Linked DNA regions of Mus musculus: all the other regions are linked to region 1. A link is a contact called in public Micro-C and promoter capture Hi-C data. All regions are on one chromosome and are shown on one strand. Each heading gives the region's core, a stretch centred on a gene start, on an enhancer-like site or on the middle of the called end of the contact. The rest is flanking DNA. Distances are from core to core; before and after follow the strand shown.

The links. Promoter capture Hi-C pulls out the DNA fragments that hold promoters and counts their contacts. Hi-C and Micro-C count contacts between places; a contact is called where the count stands out from the background.
Region 2: a contact with region 1 is called in a Micro-C map of embryonic stem cells, with 4 times the contacts expected there. The contact joins the promoter of Wwtr1 here to the promoter of Tsc22d2 in region 1. A contact is called at or near these places in 1 of 39 promoter capture datasets (liver), 6 of 484 Hi-C or Micro-C datasets (embryonic stem cells, myocytes, nephron progenitors and 1 more) and 3 of 115 datasets of contacts at active chromatin or transcription factors (all in embryonic stem cells).
Region 3: a promoter capture Hi-C map of pre-B cells shows a contact between it and region 1, with 3 times the contacts expected there. The contact joins the enhancer-like site here to the promoter of Tsc22d2 in region 1. A contact is called at or near these places in 5 of 39 promoter capture datasets (the C10 cell line, the SN4741 cell line, embryonic stem cells and 2 more) and 11 of 115 datasets of contacts at active chromatin or transcription factors (the 230-238 cell line, astrocytes, bone marrow-derived macrophages and 7 more).
Region 4: a Micro-C map of embryonic stem cells shows a contact between it and region 1, with 6 times the contacts expected there. The contact joins the promoter of Rnf13 here to the promoter of Tsc22d2 in region 1. A contact is called at or near these places in 11 of 39 promoter capture datasets (the 3T3-L1 cell line, the C10 cell line, cranial neural crest and 6 more), 13 of 484 Hi-C or Micro-C datasets (CD4 T cells, CD8 T cells, the N1E-115 cell line and 8 more), 15 of 115 datasets of contacts at active chromatin or transcription factors (the 230-238 cell line, astrocytes, bone marrow-derived macrophages and 9 more) and 2 of 9 other capture datasets (adipose tissue and embryonic stem cells).
Region 5: a Micro-C map of embryonic stem cells shows a contact between it and region 1, with 8 times the contacts expected there. The contact joins the promoter of Med12l here to the promoter of Tsc22d2 in region 1. A contact is called at or near these places in 2 of 39 promoter capture datasets (the HPC-7 cell line and hippocampal neurons), 5 of 484 Hi-C or Micro-C datasets (cerebellum, embryonic stem cells and pre-megakaryocyte-erythroid progenitors) and 3 of 115 datasets of contacts at active chromatin or transcription factors (astrocytes and embryonic stem cells).

Annotation. Positions count from the first base shown.
Region 1 is chr3:58,413,404-58,416,013 of GRCm38.p6, reverse strand. It overlaps Tsc22d2 (TSC22 domain family, member 2), which reads right to left and starts at 1,294. Exons shown (of 4, transcript NM_001081229.2): 1 at 1-1,294. The coding sequence starts at 325.
Region 2 is chr3:57,574,557-57,577,166 of GRCm38.p6, reverse strand. Wwtr1 (WW domain containing transcription regulator 1) reads left to right here and starts at 1,291. Exons shown (of 7, transcript NM_133784.3): 1 at 1,291-1,566; 2 at 1,910-2,344. The coding sequence starts at 1,914.
Region 3 is chr3:57,672,446-57,675,055 of GRCm38.p6, reverse strand. Ankub1 (ankrin repeat and ubiquitin domain containing 1) reads left to right here. Exons shown (of 4, transcript NM_001033349.2): 3 at 2,056-2,272. Among named protein-coding and RNA genes, the nearest start is that of Ankub1, 19 kb to the left of the region's middle. Within about 2 kb of position 1,290, at least 52 of the 459 cell types and tissues checked have an H3K27ac peak or open chromatin away from gene starts, as enhancers often do. A contact at or near this core is called in the 230-238 cell line, bone marrow-derived macrophages, pre-B cells and 1 more, where this site is marked.
Region 4 is chr3:57,734,743-57,737,352 of GRCm38.p6, reverse strand. Rnf13 (ring finger protein 13) reads right to left here and starts at 1,296. Exons shown (of 10, transcript NM_001113413.3): 1 at 1,153-1,296.
Region 5 is chr3:59,005,650-59,008,259 of GRCm38.p6, reverse strand. It overlaps Med12l (mediator complex subunit 12-like), which reads right to left and starts at 1,282. Exons shown (of 44, transcript NM_177855.3): 1 at 1,160-1,282. The coding sequence starts at 1,258.

The DNA.
Region 1 (2,610 bases), core at 45-2,544:
CGCCACCGCCGCCTCCGTTGGCGGGCGCAGCTGAAGCGGCTGCCAGCTGCCCATCCAGGATGAGGTTCGGGGACACGGTCCCGGGAGTTTCCGCATCCCCGACATTGTTGAGCGTCTCTTCCGAGGAGCTACGCTCGCACACCTCCTCCGGGCCGTAATCCGTGGCCCGGGAAACGTCGAAGATCTCGGAGGACACGTCCTCCGTGCGCGACTCGTCCGGGTCGTCCAGGCTCTCGGTGTCCTCGGTGATGCTGGTGGCCACCTGAGCCGTGGTGACACTGGTGATCTGGAAGCAGCTCTTCTTCTTGGCCGGCATCTTGGACATGGTGGAAGAGGCTGGAGGGCAGAGGCTCCTCTGGGACCCCACCGGAAACCGAGAAGGGCCGAGCACGGGCCCCCAAAGACAAAGTCCGAGTTCGCGCCTGGGTCTACGGCCCACGCCGCCAAGTCACGGGCTGCTCTGGGCGCCGGCGTCTCGGCGCGACATCCTCCTCCTCCCTCCTCACCTCCCGCGGCAGGGGTGCCTCAATTCAACTCCTCAGCGACGGCCCGAGCGTGGTCCAGGGGCGGGCCGGCTGCTCCAACAGCTCAGCCTCCGCGGTCAGTCCAGCCCGGCGCTCGGCGCGGTCAGCAGGCCCGGCTGGGGGTGGAGCGCAGGGCGCAGGAGGCGGCGGCGGCGGCGTGAGGGGCGGTTCTGCCCCGCTCGGGCTCTCCTGGCCGGGTCCCGCGGCTGCTCCCGCGCGGCGACGCGGAGGAAGAAGGCGGAGCGGCGAGGCCGGGACCGGCGCTTCCTGACGGACGGGGCTGGAGGTCCGCGGCGGGAGGCAGCCCTCCGTCCCGGGCTCTAGCCCGAGCGCAGTCCGGGGGCCATGCCGGCGGTGGCGGCGGAAGCCCGCTCGGGGGCGGGGAAGGCCGGCAGTCTGGCCTCCCTCAGGGAGCCACCCGCGGCGGCGGCGGGCCCGGCCTCCTCGCGGCTCTGAGGCGCGTGAGGGGCGGCGGCGGCGGCTGAAGGAACGGCAAGCGAGCGGAGGTGCTCGGCGGCGTGAGGGGAACCGGTGGCGGCGCCTTCCGCTTCTCCGCGGCGCGGCCGGCTCGGAGACTCCGGAGGGAAAAAACAAAACAAAACAAAACAGAAATTCAAACTGCTGAAGCAGCGGCTGCAGCTCCCTCCACTCGGCCAAGATGGGGCTGAAATGGCCGCGCCAGGGATGCTGGGAGGAGCAGCAGCCCCGCAGCCGCTGCCGCCGCAGACTAAAATGCCGCCGCTGCCGCAGCCACCGCCAGCGCCGCAGCCGCCGCCGTTCCGTGACGCGCCGGCGTCGTGACGTCACCGCCCCGCCCCCTCCGGTTTCCTGCGGCTTCGCGTGGAGGCTTGAGGGGGGTTCGTGGGCGGGGCCAAGGGGGTAGAGAAAAGGGAGCGGGTTCTTTTATTTAAAAAATTTTTAAATTTAAATTTCCACACTGCAGGTTCACTAGGAGAGGAAAAGCCAGAAGACGGTTTTAATTTGTAAGCCTGGGGCATCGCATGGTTTAGGGCCGGCGTGTGGCGATCCTGGATGACTGGAGGTCATGTGCTCGGTCTAATGTTTAGCATAGTCTTAGAGGAACCTGGGCGATAGGGGAAAAAAGTAGGGCGATCCAGCTGCCGAAGAGGTGCATAGCTGGAGAAAGCGAACCGGGTTAAAAGTCCTGAAAATATATGTTAACTAGGATAGTGGGAGAAGTGAGATTTAAGAGAAACGAGGGTGACTAACACAGAACATCAAGCCAGACTGAGTTAGAAAGATGATCTTTCAGACAGAAATTCTGTCTATAAAAAGCGGCGGCGACAGGGATGGTTACTTGCCCAAAGTAAAGTCGGTTTCGAAAAAGATTAGGAGTTAATAACATATTCCAAATTTTCACTTGTTGTGGTTCAAGGCTGGAAGAGTTCATTTAAACTTTCGAGACGTTGAACATGAAATCTGCTTATAGGTTCCAACGTTGAAAAGCCTACAGTGTTAAATAAGTGTAGCTCTTTTGATTGTTCTAAGGCTCCTGTTAGAGCCATGTTGTTCTTTGGTTTGCTTTGGATCATGCACAGTAAGAGAATACCTTTTTCTTCCACTACTAAGTCAGACAGCAGCTCTGAAAGTGCCACTGAATTTTTCCATCTTGTAGCTACTTCCCAATCAAAATCGAGTCTTGTTGTTATGAGACCTCTTGTAGCCCAGGCTACTTACTTAAACCAAAGTGGCCTTGAACTTGTAGTGAGCTTCCTGCCTCTGCCTCCCAAGTGCTGGCAAGTGTCTCCACATTGGGAGAGTGAGGATGTTATTTTAAACACCGACCACTCTTGAACTCTTGACACATGAAAACAACTCTAAGTTAGCTAAAATCTGAGAAGTTTTGCTGGAAATTAAGATGTCAGATTTGTTGCAGCTTTTAGAGATCATATCAGGCTGACTCGTTTAAAGTAGTTTACTCAGTTCTCTAATCTTTAAAGAACTCTTTGATCCAAAAACGGATTGAAAATTAAAATTTACACAACACTTTCTAGGTATTTAGCTGTAATGTATGGAGATAGATATTTTAAACTCAATAGAAACTGTCCTTCAAACCCAAGTGACA
Region 2 (2,610 bases), core at 42-2,541, 840 kb after region 1:
CTGAGCCACAGTTTTGTTCTCTCTTCTGTCTTAAAGTAAAAATGATGGAGTGGCTTGCATTTGTCCCTTCACCTTGCTGTTAGGTCACAGTTGTCTTCATTTTCCTGTAGCACTGTCAACTGTGGATTTAATTTTGACTTTTATGTCTCTCTTTAATATGGTGAGGCACAGTGCCTGCATTTGATACAATTCTGCTGACAAACTTCCATGCAGCCTTGGCTAAGCAAAGTGCTTTGCGTGTATTGCCTCATTTAACCTATCTAATAAACTTGTCTATTAGAATCTGTGGGTCGGGTAGGGGCTTTCTGGAATGTAACTTAAAAAGCAGCCACCCTTTCTTGGAGAGAAGGAATAGTTGAGCAGCTGGCAGTGGGAAGGGCAAGGCCTCCTCCCTCTTCCCGGCAGCTGTCTTACCAGGCCAGACCTCCTCTCTCCAAAGGCTGGGGTCTCCACCTCTGGCCCATGTCCAGTCGGGTGGGAGGCTGTGTGGCTTTTTCCGGGTCACTGGCACACCCTCTCTATCCTAGCCACCTGCCCCTGTTCCATTCCAGTTCCAGGCTCCCTAGAGCGACCCAGGGACATTCCAATCCTCCCACTACCCTCGCAAACGCCGCGGGAGGAGGGAAGGGGGCGCAATTGCTTGGCCTTCTAGAACGCAGCTTTGTCTCGGCCTTCTAAGGATTGATGAAAGGCTTGAAAGTTGGTAGTTTACAATCGACTCCTCGGTGAAGCCGCATCTTCAGCAACAGCGGCACTTTTTGGGAAACCGTCTCGCAGACAACTGAAAGCCAAACAGCCAAGTTGTCTCCCCAGCAGACCAAATATGGTCACAAGCGTTAAGCAGCCTTCCGTGGAAAGTCTGGCCTCGCGGGTGTCTCCCTGAGCCAGGGTGCGCCCCGGTCCGACCTCTGGCAGATCCGCGCCCCGTGCCACATTCCGGGTGCTGGGCGCTCCCCTTAAGACGAGGGCAAGCGCTCAGGACAGACTCATTCTGGGCCTTGGACCCTCAACCGAGGGCCCTCCGTTATTCTCCGATTTGGTTTTTGTCCATAACCCCTTGATTTAACAGGCTTGAACCATTTTCTCTTTGATCCCGCCCCAAGTCAGTGGTAAACTCAAAGGAATGCAGATAGGCGCTCGGCGGGAGAGGTCGGAGCGGCGCGGCGGGGCGGGGGCACGGTCTCTCCCGAGCTGCGAAGTGCCCAGCCCACCCCCGCCAGCCGGGCTAGGGTGGGAGGAGGAGGAAGAGGAGGGGCGTGGGGCAGGCTGGCTCCGGCCAGGAGGTCATGCATAATTCAACAGCTCCACTTTCGGCCCGCCTCTTTCCTAAGGGTGGGAGTTTGCTTCAAACTTTGTTTATGGGACAGTCCGGGAGCCGCGGCGGCTGCGCTCGTCTACGTCTTCTCTGTCGCCTCCTCGCGCAGTGGGAGCGCCCGAGGCCGGTTCCGGGGATGTAAGAGGATAAGCCTTCGGCTGCTGGGAATCCGCTCGGGATCTGCCAGCCGGGACCGGGTTCCAGCTCGTCAGTTCGGGAGGCGCCCAGGCTTGGCTTCCCCGAGTCCCCAGGTAGCTCCCGCCGCGCCCCGCACCCTCTGTGGCGTCCGGCTCTTAGACGACCGCAGTCGGGACGCCTGGGGTTGCCGGTGGGGGTATTGGGCAGGGGAAGCTGCGACTGGGTCTGGTGCAGGCACCCCCCCCCCCCTTCCTCCCGCGGCTGCCTGCTCAGGGGAGCTTCTCTGTTGCGGGAAAGTTGCATAATCTCGGAGGCCAGGGGCGCCCCCTCCCCCACCGGCTGGTCCCTGGACCCATACCTAACTGTCTCTAGGTTCTCTCTGTCCTTCCCCGGGACTACCCCCTCCTCCTCTGACTTGCACCAAAAGGCTGATCTGATCTTTCTTTTTTCTTGTAGAAAGATGAATCCGTCCTCGGTGCCCCATCCGCTCCCGCCGCCAGGGCAGCAAGTCATCCACGTCACGCAGGACCTGGACACCGACCTCGAAGCCCTCTTCAACTCTGTCATGAACCCCAAGCCCAGCTCATGGCGGAAAAAGATCCTCCCGGAGTCCTTCTTTAAGGAGCCCGATTCCGGCTCGCACTCGCGCCAATCCAGCACAGACTCATCAGGCGGCCACCCGGGGCCTCGACTAGCTGGCGGCGCGCAGCACGTCCGCTCGCACTCGTCGCCCGCATCCCTGCAGCTGGGCACCGGTGCGGGAGCCGCTGGAGGCCCTGCACAGCAGCATGCACATCTCCGCCAGCAGTCCTATGACGTGACCGACGAGCTGCCGTTGCCCCCCGGGTGGGAGATGACCTTCACGGCCACTGGCCAGAGATACTTCCTTAAGTAAGTCTGCCGGCAGTCAAGAGGGGCAAAGTTGTGATGCCCTGGACGCTCGTGTGTTCGTGGCGTGTGTGTGTGTGTGTGTGTGTGTGTGTGTGTGTGTGTGAAAGAGAGACAGAGACAGAGAGAGAGAGACAGAGAGAGACTGAGAGACTGACTCTTCCAAGGTGCTTCAGAGATCTGCTAAGATAAAAAAGTAGGGGATGAATCTCTGGGAGTTGTACTTGACTAGAACAGAGAACGTTTCATGAAGTGGAAACTGCTTAAGC
Region 3 (2,610 bases), core at 41-2,540, 740 kb after region 1:
CAGAGGTGGGATTTTAGGATTTCCGGGGCTTGGGCCCAGGAGGAAGAAGAAGGAGAGCCACCATGCAGGGTCCATTCATAGAGCCTGCCATGGAGTAGAGAAGCAAGAAGAGTGGCCCAGAAAATGTGACCCAGAGGGTTGACTAATCAGAGTTAAGAGCAGCCAAGATGGAATGTAGGAGTTAGTAAATAACAACTCGGAATTGTCAGCAGGAAGTAGATTCTAGCAGCATGGAGGTTAGGAAGTTGCTCAGCTATTGTGTTGCTTGAGGCACATTAAAATATAAACACTGAAGTGTGTGTGTGTATGTGTGTGTGTGTGTGTGTGTGTTTGTGTGTGTGTGTGTGTGTATTCATTCAAGAACATCAACCATTTGAGGTGGGAAGTAACCCAGGCACACACCACCACCACCACCACCACCCAACATATGTGTGGAGCCCACAGAGACTAGAAAAAAAAAATCAGAGGCACCAAAGTGGATTTACAGGCATTTGTGAGCTGCCTGATGTGTTGATATGTGTGCTGGGAACTGAACTTGGGTCCTGTGGAAAAGCAGCAAGTGCTCTAAGACACTGTACCATTAAAAGACAGCCCCTCTCCACTGTCTTTTAATTACATTGTATAATAACTTCTGCCTGACTATAAGTATTTCTGGGACAAATTTGTCAGATACTTACCTGAGGGAGCCAAGGGAAGCATGAATGTTCTTACTGAGTGAGACTGAGATTATTACAACCTATGCTCAGAACACTTAGCCCACTGGGCACAGCTTGCCAGGCTGGCTTCATGTGTAACAGAAGAAACCCTGAACCCGTTCAACTGGTTTCAGTCAATGAAATGCACTCTCAATCAAAATACTGGAAACTCATATTTCATCAGTAACATCATTCCTCTAAGAATTTCTGAGATGTGTATGTTATATTATGACAGTGGTATCCGGGAAGAGGAATGGAGTTAACATACTGTAAGCAGGAACAGGCTCCAGGAGAACCCGAGAAGAATTTAGCTTTGGGTTGGCTTTTGTCTCTTGAGACAGTTATGTAGAAAACTTTCTATGTACATGAGGCTGGTGTTCAACTCCTGATCCTACTGCCTCTACCTCCCAACCTCTCAAGTCCTATAACTACAGGCAAGGTGTGGTAAGTGGCTGGGTTGGCTGAAATTGCATGAAGGACTTGAAACTCAGGTAGTCACTTCTACGAAAACCTCTGTGGTGGAGACATTCTGGGGCCGTGCCATGCCCTTGCATGTGCTCAGCCACCGAAAGACTGCTGAAGACAAATGTTAACAGTCCTGCCACCACTGAAGGGGAAGTATAGCCAGTTTCACTTCTCCAGACTGCTGGAAAGGTACTCCTATTTCCCCGCCCCCTCCTTGGGCTTGGTTGGTTCAAGTATTGCTGAGAGGATTAACATTCCCTCAACTTAACATTTTTACTTCTGATGTCTCAATTCTACTTGCTTTCCTATTTGGACTCTAAAATAAAAGGAATAATGAAACTGAAAAAAAAATCTATATTAGGTATTTCTGTTTTACAGTATTTGTATTTGGTATTTTGTGTTACATCACTAGTAAGTAATAATAGTAACTCTAGTGTGTTCGATAAGAAGCAGGCCACGCAGATGAGGAAGAACAGACACAGTTAAGAAAACTGTTCCTTGTGTTCTCACTTGGATCCAGCCTCCGGACAGAACCTCAGAAAAGGGACTTTTTTAATTGGCCAAAGGTGAAAAGCCCAGTCTCTCCACATTAAGCACAGAAGAGTGGAGAAGTGCTCTCTGTTCTGTTTGCTCTGGGAGCACAGGATACAAGCTGGCCGCACTCCACTTCTAGATCTGGATCTGTAGCATAAACCCCAGAGCCCTGAGTCTTCATCCCTTGGCTCAAAGCAGGGGCCAAGTGATGTCCTCAGGGCAGGGAGTGAAACCAAGCCACAGAAGAAAAGTGGCTTTATATTTCCCCACTTTGCACACACATCCTGGGAAGGAGAAATGCTCAGAGTCCTGCATCCCTAACAACCCTCGGACAGTGAGTGTCCCCTTTTCTCTCCTGCAGAAGGAAGACAAACCCACTCTCTATGTGTTCAATGCCGTGACCCAGGAGATGATGCCAATAATGGAGAACATGTCTCTCTTGGATAAAAAGGTGTCTGACCTGAGAATGCTGGTAACTCTGAGATGCGGCTTCCCTGTGAGTGTCTACTGTCTCCGGACACCAACGGGACTGGAGATGTATGACTGCAACACCCTCAAGGATTACCAGACTGATATCGGTAATGCCTGCCACATTTCATGTCAGCTGCCACCCAGGACTAGGGCTCTTTTATGCCAGGTTTTGCAGCTTTTCTAGAGGAAATGGAAACCTTGGTTTTTATATTCATACTGTTAGGCTTATTTATTTACCCTAAAATAGCCAATACATTATGTGACTTAACGATCAGAAGTATAAAAAGATGTACAGTAATAACTCTCCCTGGCCCCCTAAGCACTTGGTCTCTTCCTATAGGAAACCCTGGTTGGTATCAAGATTTAAAATCACAAATTACATCACACCAAATGGAGCTGTTGCAAATTGAAACCTCAGGAGGCACCCTGAGGGTGTCAACTATCA
Region 4 (2,610 bases), core at 47-2,546, 680 kb after region 1:
AAAAAAAAACTATACCTGAAATTAACTCTATGGCCATAGATTATAAAAAGAAGAAAAAAGTCTATTAATGAATCCCTGTGGCCCTCCACACTCAACTCCTATTTAAAGACCACAGTCCTCTGAAATGAATTCTTTTTGACCCATTAAAAACTGTCTTTAAACAAGGCTTGATGGCTAGTAATTCCAGTACTGAGTAAGCTGAGGCAAAAGAATGGAAGTCTGAGATCAGACTGGGCTACATGTAAGGACCATGTCTCAAATAAATAAACAATGACCCTGTGGCCAATTAAACTCTCAAAAGTTCTTCCCTAAATCTTTAAATAGCCTGTCTCTACTGGCTCTTGGGAGGCACGGCCACTTTACTGTATTGTATCAGAAAGTGCAGCTGTCTTCTGGGCACTGCTGAAAGGAACGCAGTTTCCACTGGAACTGCTGCATCACTGGTAGAAAACAGTATAATCCAGGCAGGTTTGGGGCAGACATCAGCCTATAGCAGCTGCCCACGGTGCTGAAATTGAAGATTAAAATGGGAGTTATGGAAATTAACTACTGCCAGATTAGAAGAAAATAGGGCAATTGACCATAAGCAAGCAGAGAACATGCAGCAAAGTTGTTTCCCTCTCAGGGGCAGATCAATTCAATAAGCGTCCTTGCAAAAAAGTTCGGACTTCCAACATTGGGTAGGAAAAAAAAAAAAAAAGGCAGTATGTGGCCCTAGCAAGGTCACGTCCAAGCCTGTGAGCTGAGCTTTTACGGAAGGAAAGGGGAGTGGGTGAGAAAAGGAAGGAAGCAAGCGATGAGATTTTCTTCTTCTTCTTTTTAAAGACAAAACAGCCCGAGAGTATTTTCGCCGAGGACTTAAGAGGCAAGTCCTGGACTAGAGAAGTCTTCCAAGTATCTTTCCAGGCCACGGGGACCTCTGGAAGGGGCCGTGGGAAGCAAAATCCATAGCCCGACAACTTCAGATCTACCAGCCCGCAGGATGGGATGCTAAGGACTCCTCTCCCGCACGGGCCTGTGCTGTCACTGCACGTAGCAGAGGAGCCCGACCGTCCCCACCTCGGGCTACCGCACCCAGGCCGGAGTGGGTGTGTTCTCCCGGCCAGGCCCGACAACCCCCGCCTACCGCTGCGGAGCCACGCTGGTTCTTACCTGAAGTCCGCCCCCGGAACCTAGGCTCACGGCCACCCAAGAGAAGTCGCTACCCGGACTTCATGACTGAGTATCCGCACTGAGCCCCTACCCAAGCAAGTCGGAGAAGGGACCACAACAGCGGGCAAGCGGAAGTCCCGCCTCCCATGCCTCATTGGCCCATACTCGGAGGTAAAGAAATATTATTGGGCTGTGATGTTGCCCGTCACGGCCCCGCCCCTCTCGCGGAGTCGCGCAGCCTGCCTCTGCTGGGTTGGGAGAATTGCCCAGTTTTTGAGTGTCGTTCTGAACCGCGTGATACATCATCCCTATTAGGAACGGGGAAGATGAGGGAGGGACGGCTTTTGGAAGCCCTGGGTGCGGTGGAGAAGCCACCCTGGACTGCCCCAGCCTGATCCGCAGATGATTGGCTTGCAGAGTGAGGCCCTAGCGAAGGCTGTGTGTCTGAGTGGCCCGCAGCGATCCGAGGCCGAAGAGCCGCGAAGTGTCTTGCACCCTCCCGGGAGAGGGCCGATGAGGGCGGGGAACTCCGGGTGACGCCTTGCGCTGGAATCCAGGTCGGGTTAGAACTAACCGCCCGAGGTTTATGCAAGAACCACGAGGCCTGGCAGGGAGCCGGGCTGATCAGCTCACTGCTTGACTAGCCAAAGTCCAACCACGCGATTCAGTCCTCAAAACAGCCTTTCAAAAACCATGTCACCTTTTGAGGAACGAAAATCTCATCCCTTGAGTTCTCATACTTTTTCACCCCCTAGTCTGAAAAAGCAGAGTTCTTGGATTGAAATGACCTATTGGGCCATCAACATTAACAGCTCCTAAACTACTGCCTTTTGTTTTTAATGCGGTTTGATGCAAAGATTCTGACATGCCCTAATCGAACTGGCCCTAATAAAGCATCTTTGAGGCCCATACTGGCATCAAATATTTAATTAACATGTTTGGATTTTGGTTGTGGGGGGAGTTATTACAGGAATGTAAGTTGTTTATAGCCTCGTTTGCTTCAGGAGCCCTAAGTAGGTGGGGAACAAGAATAGAAAGATTTCCTATTCTTTTTTCTTGTGCCTTTTAAACTAGAATCTACTCTAAATACCACTCAAGCAATTTAAGAAAACAAATGTAAGGGATTGAAGATTGAGTTCACAGTCAGCACCCAGAGCACTTGCCTAGCAAGCACTAGACTCTGGGTTACAGAAAAGGGAGGGAACAAAAAAGAATCAGATTAGAATAATAAGGACCATCAAAAACATTTTCAGCTGCATAGCCCATAATTGTATAGTTAATGTATTTTTCATGTATTGGGAAGAAGACATTCACAACTATATAACTGTGCTTTGACAAAGTCATGAAGGTCGAGATTGGGAATATTGTTATGAAGGCTAGAGTACTATACAGAGAGGTGCTATATCTTTTGATGCATCTTTAATTAAATTCTCTCAAAATGGTTTTCTATATTAAATT
Region 5 (2,610 bases), core at 33-2,532, 590 kb before region 1:
AATGGGAGAAGGCCAAAAGGAATTGCTCGTGATGATTTCTCAGACACATTATTAGCCAGTCTGGGCTGAGCCTCTACTAAAGAGACGGATACATTTATCAAAATAGAAGCCTGAAAGAACTCTGACTTGCAAAGTCCTCTTGTGAAATCAGGGGACACGCAAACTTTTATAGACTTTCCAGGCTCACGGGAAGACTAGAATACATGGCAGTTTCATGCTTAACTATAGAAAAGAGAAGATGGGTGGGCTGTAGCTGGCAAAGTCTCAAAGGACAGCTGGGGAGCAGGGGAACCAAAAAAGAGAAGATAGGCAAGTCTCTGGGCAAATTGTATAGCCAAGGGCGATCATTATTATGGCTGGAGAGTTGTTACATAATTACTTTTTAACTCCTGACACATACCTACATAGCTTACAATAACCACTGAAGCTACTGTATGTGCAACAGCCAAGGTTTCTCCATTTAATTTCATTCAAAGAAAATAAGTAATCTGGAAGCTATTCCTTTCTAAGATAACTTGTCTGCTTTTACACATACAAAACAGCCTCCGGGAAAGCCAATTTGTCTCTCTAGAAACAAAATTCGGTGTTTCTCTTCAATATTGTTTTCTTAAATTTTTTTTAAAGGCGAGAGATACAGAGGTACATTCACCGAGCCAAATATATGATCACCTCGCTAAAAAACGACTTCCATTCCAAAGTGGAGGATGTGATAAGGGTCCCTCCCCCATCCGTACCCATACCGCTGGCGCAAAACGCAAGACCACAGTGTCCGATGTACTGCATTCCAGCATTTGTCAAAAAGTTTACGAGGATTTATCGAAGCGACGGAGTAAAAAACAATAAAACAAGCAAAAACGGAGGAAAGCGAGCAAGAAGATGCTAGCGAGGTAGAAGCGGTAAAGCGCCCAGCGGCGCAGTGCAAGGCCCGACAACCGGGAAGCGACCCAGCCCCCCGCAGAGCGATCGCCCAGCGGAGCGCGGGGGTTGGCAGGCTCCGGGTCTCAGTAGCTCAGGGTCCCTGATACCCTAACCCGGGCCCCGCCTCCGATCCCCTCCCCAGCCCTTCCCCCGCAGCGCCGGGGACGCCCGCCGGGCCAGCTTGGCCCCGGGTCAGCGCTGCGGAGCGCCGCACAACCGCGGAGGCCGCCGGCGCCCTTACCTCCTTCTGCTTAGGGTCCTGCGGGTAGACGTCGGGCGGCCCGAGCCGCGGGCGCTTCAGCGGTCTCTGCTCATAGCTGAGAAGCCCGAAGGCGGCCATGATCTCTCATGTTAACCGGCGAAATGAATGAGAGTTGGAGCTGGAGCTGGAGCAGCCGCCTCTGAGCACCAGGGAGCAGCACTTTGCAGACAGACTCCCTCTTCCCTCCACTCTGGCTCGCCGTGGCGCTGCAGGCAGGAGAAAAAGCAGGTTGGAGACGGCCGCTGCCCGCGCGCAGACGCGCTCAGGGGGGCCGCCTTCGTGGGCACCCCGCTGCGCCGAGCCCCGGGACGCCTGCTCCGCGGGCGGCGGCGGCGGCGCCCGGGCTGGAGGTCGGCCAGGGTCCGCCGCGGCCACGGCCTCCCGCCACCCCCACTCGGTCCCCAGGGGGAGGAGCAGATGATGGGAACGTGTGACTTTCTTCACCAATGAACCCAAACCCACCCAGAGGGGCCCAGGCTGGGGTGGGGGAGGGGCATAAAGGGGGAAAAAACTTTTCTTGGCGCCTAGGCGGGAGGCTCGGTGCCCGCCGAGAGCTAGGCGTCCTCGGGCACGCGAGGTGCTGCGCAGCGGCCCGCGCCCACTTCCTGGCTCGCCATGCCCGGCGCTCGCAGCTTTGCACTCGGAGGACCCGCCGCCCGGGCACGGAACCGCGGACGCGGAGGGAGAGAGGCCGCGAGAGGCGAGGATGCGGACGCCGAGCGAGGCCGGTGCCTCCGGGTTCAGCCAGTGCACGAGCTGCGCGGGTCCCCTCGGCGGCGCCGGGGCGCTTTGCTGGCTGCCGGCTGCAGCGGCCGCGGCGGCTGGAGGGGGCCGCGCTCGCTGTGGCGCGGGGCCGACTTAACCCTTTGCTGGCCCTCCCGGGGCTGGGGAGGGGGTGAGCAGAGGTGGCCGCGAGCACCGACGGACACATCGGGAGCACGGGCGACTGGGCTCCCCGGGCCACCCCTAGACGTCGCGCGCCCTGATCCCCACCCCCAACAGTTTACCTGTTGGTCCCTAGCTAGCGGCTAGGCAGGGGCGGGCAGCCGGGACGCCCTGGCGGCCGCAGCCTCCATCGCTCCGTTAGGGTTGGGGAATTGGATTTGACGTTGCGAGGTGTCTGGCTCGCCAGACTGCGGACGCCGCGAAGTTTGCGGCTGCCTGGGGGCGTCGCTCGCTGTCGCCAGCGTTCTCGCCCCCACGGCCCGGGAGCGCGAGCTCCCGAGTTGGCGGACGGCGGCGCGGCGGCCGCACTGAGCATGCCCAGCTTGGCGGCCGGACCGCGGAGGAGTTGGCTGCGAGCGCCTCGAGCGCTCCCATCTGCCTCTCCGGGTTTTCGCAGCCGCAGAGCGCGCATTCCACGGGCCCTGCGCCCCAGCTGGCTGCAGGGTTAACCCGGCTATGGAACCAGCCCCAGGAGGGACCCCGGG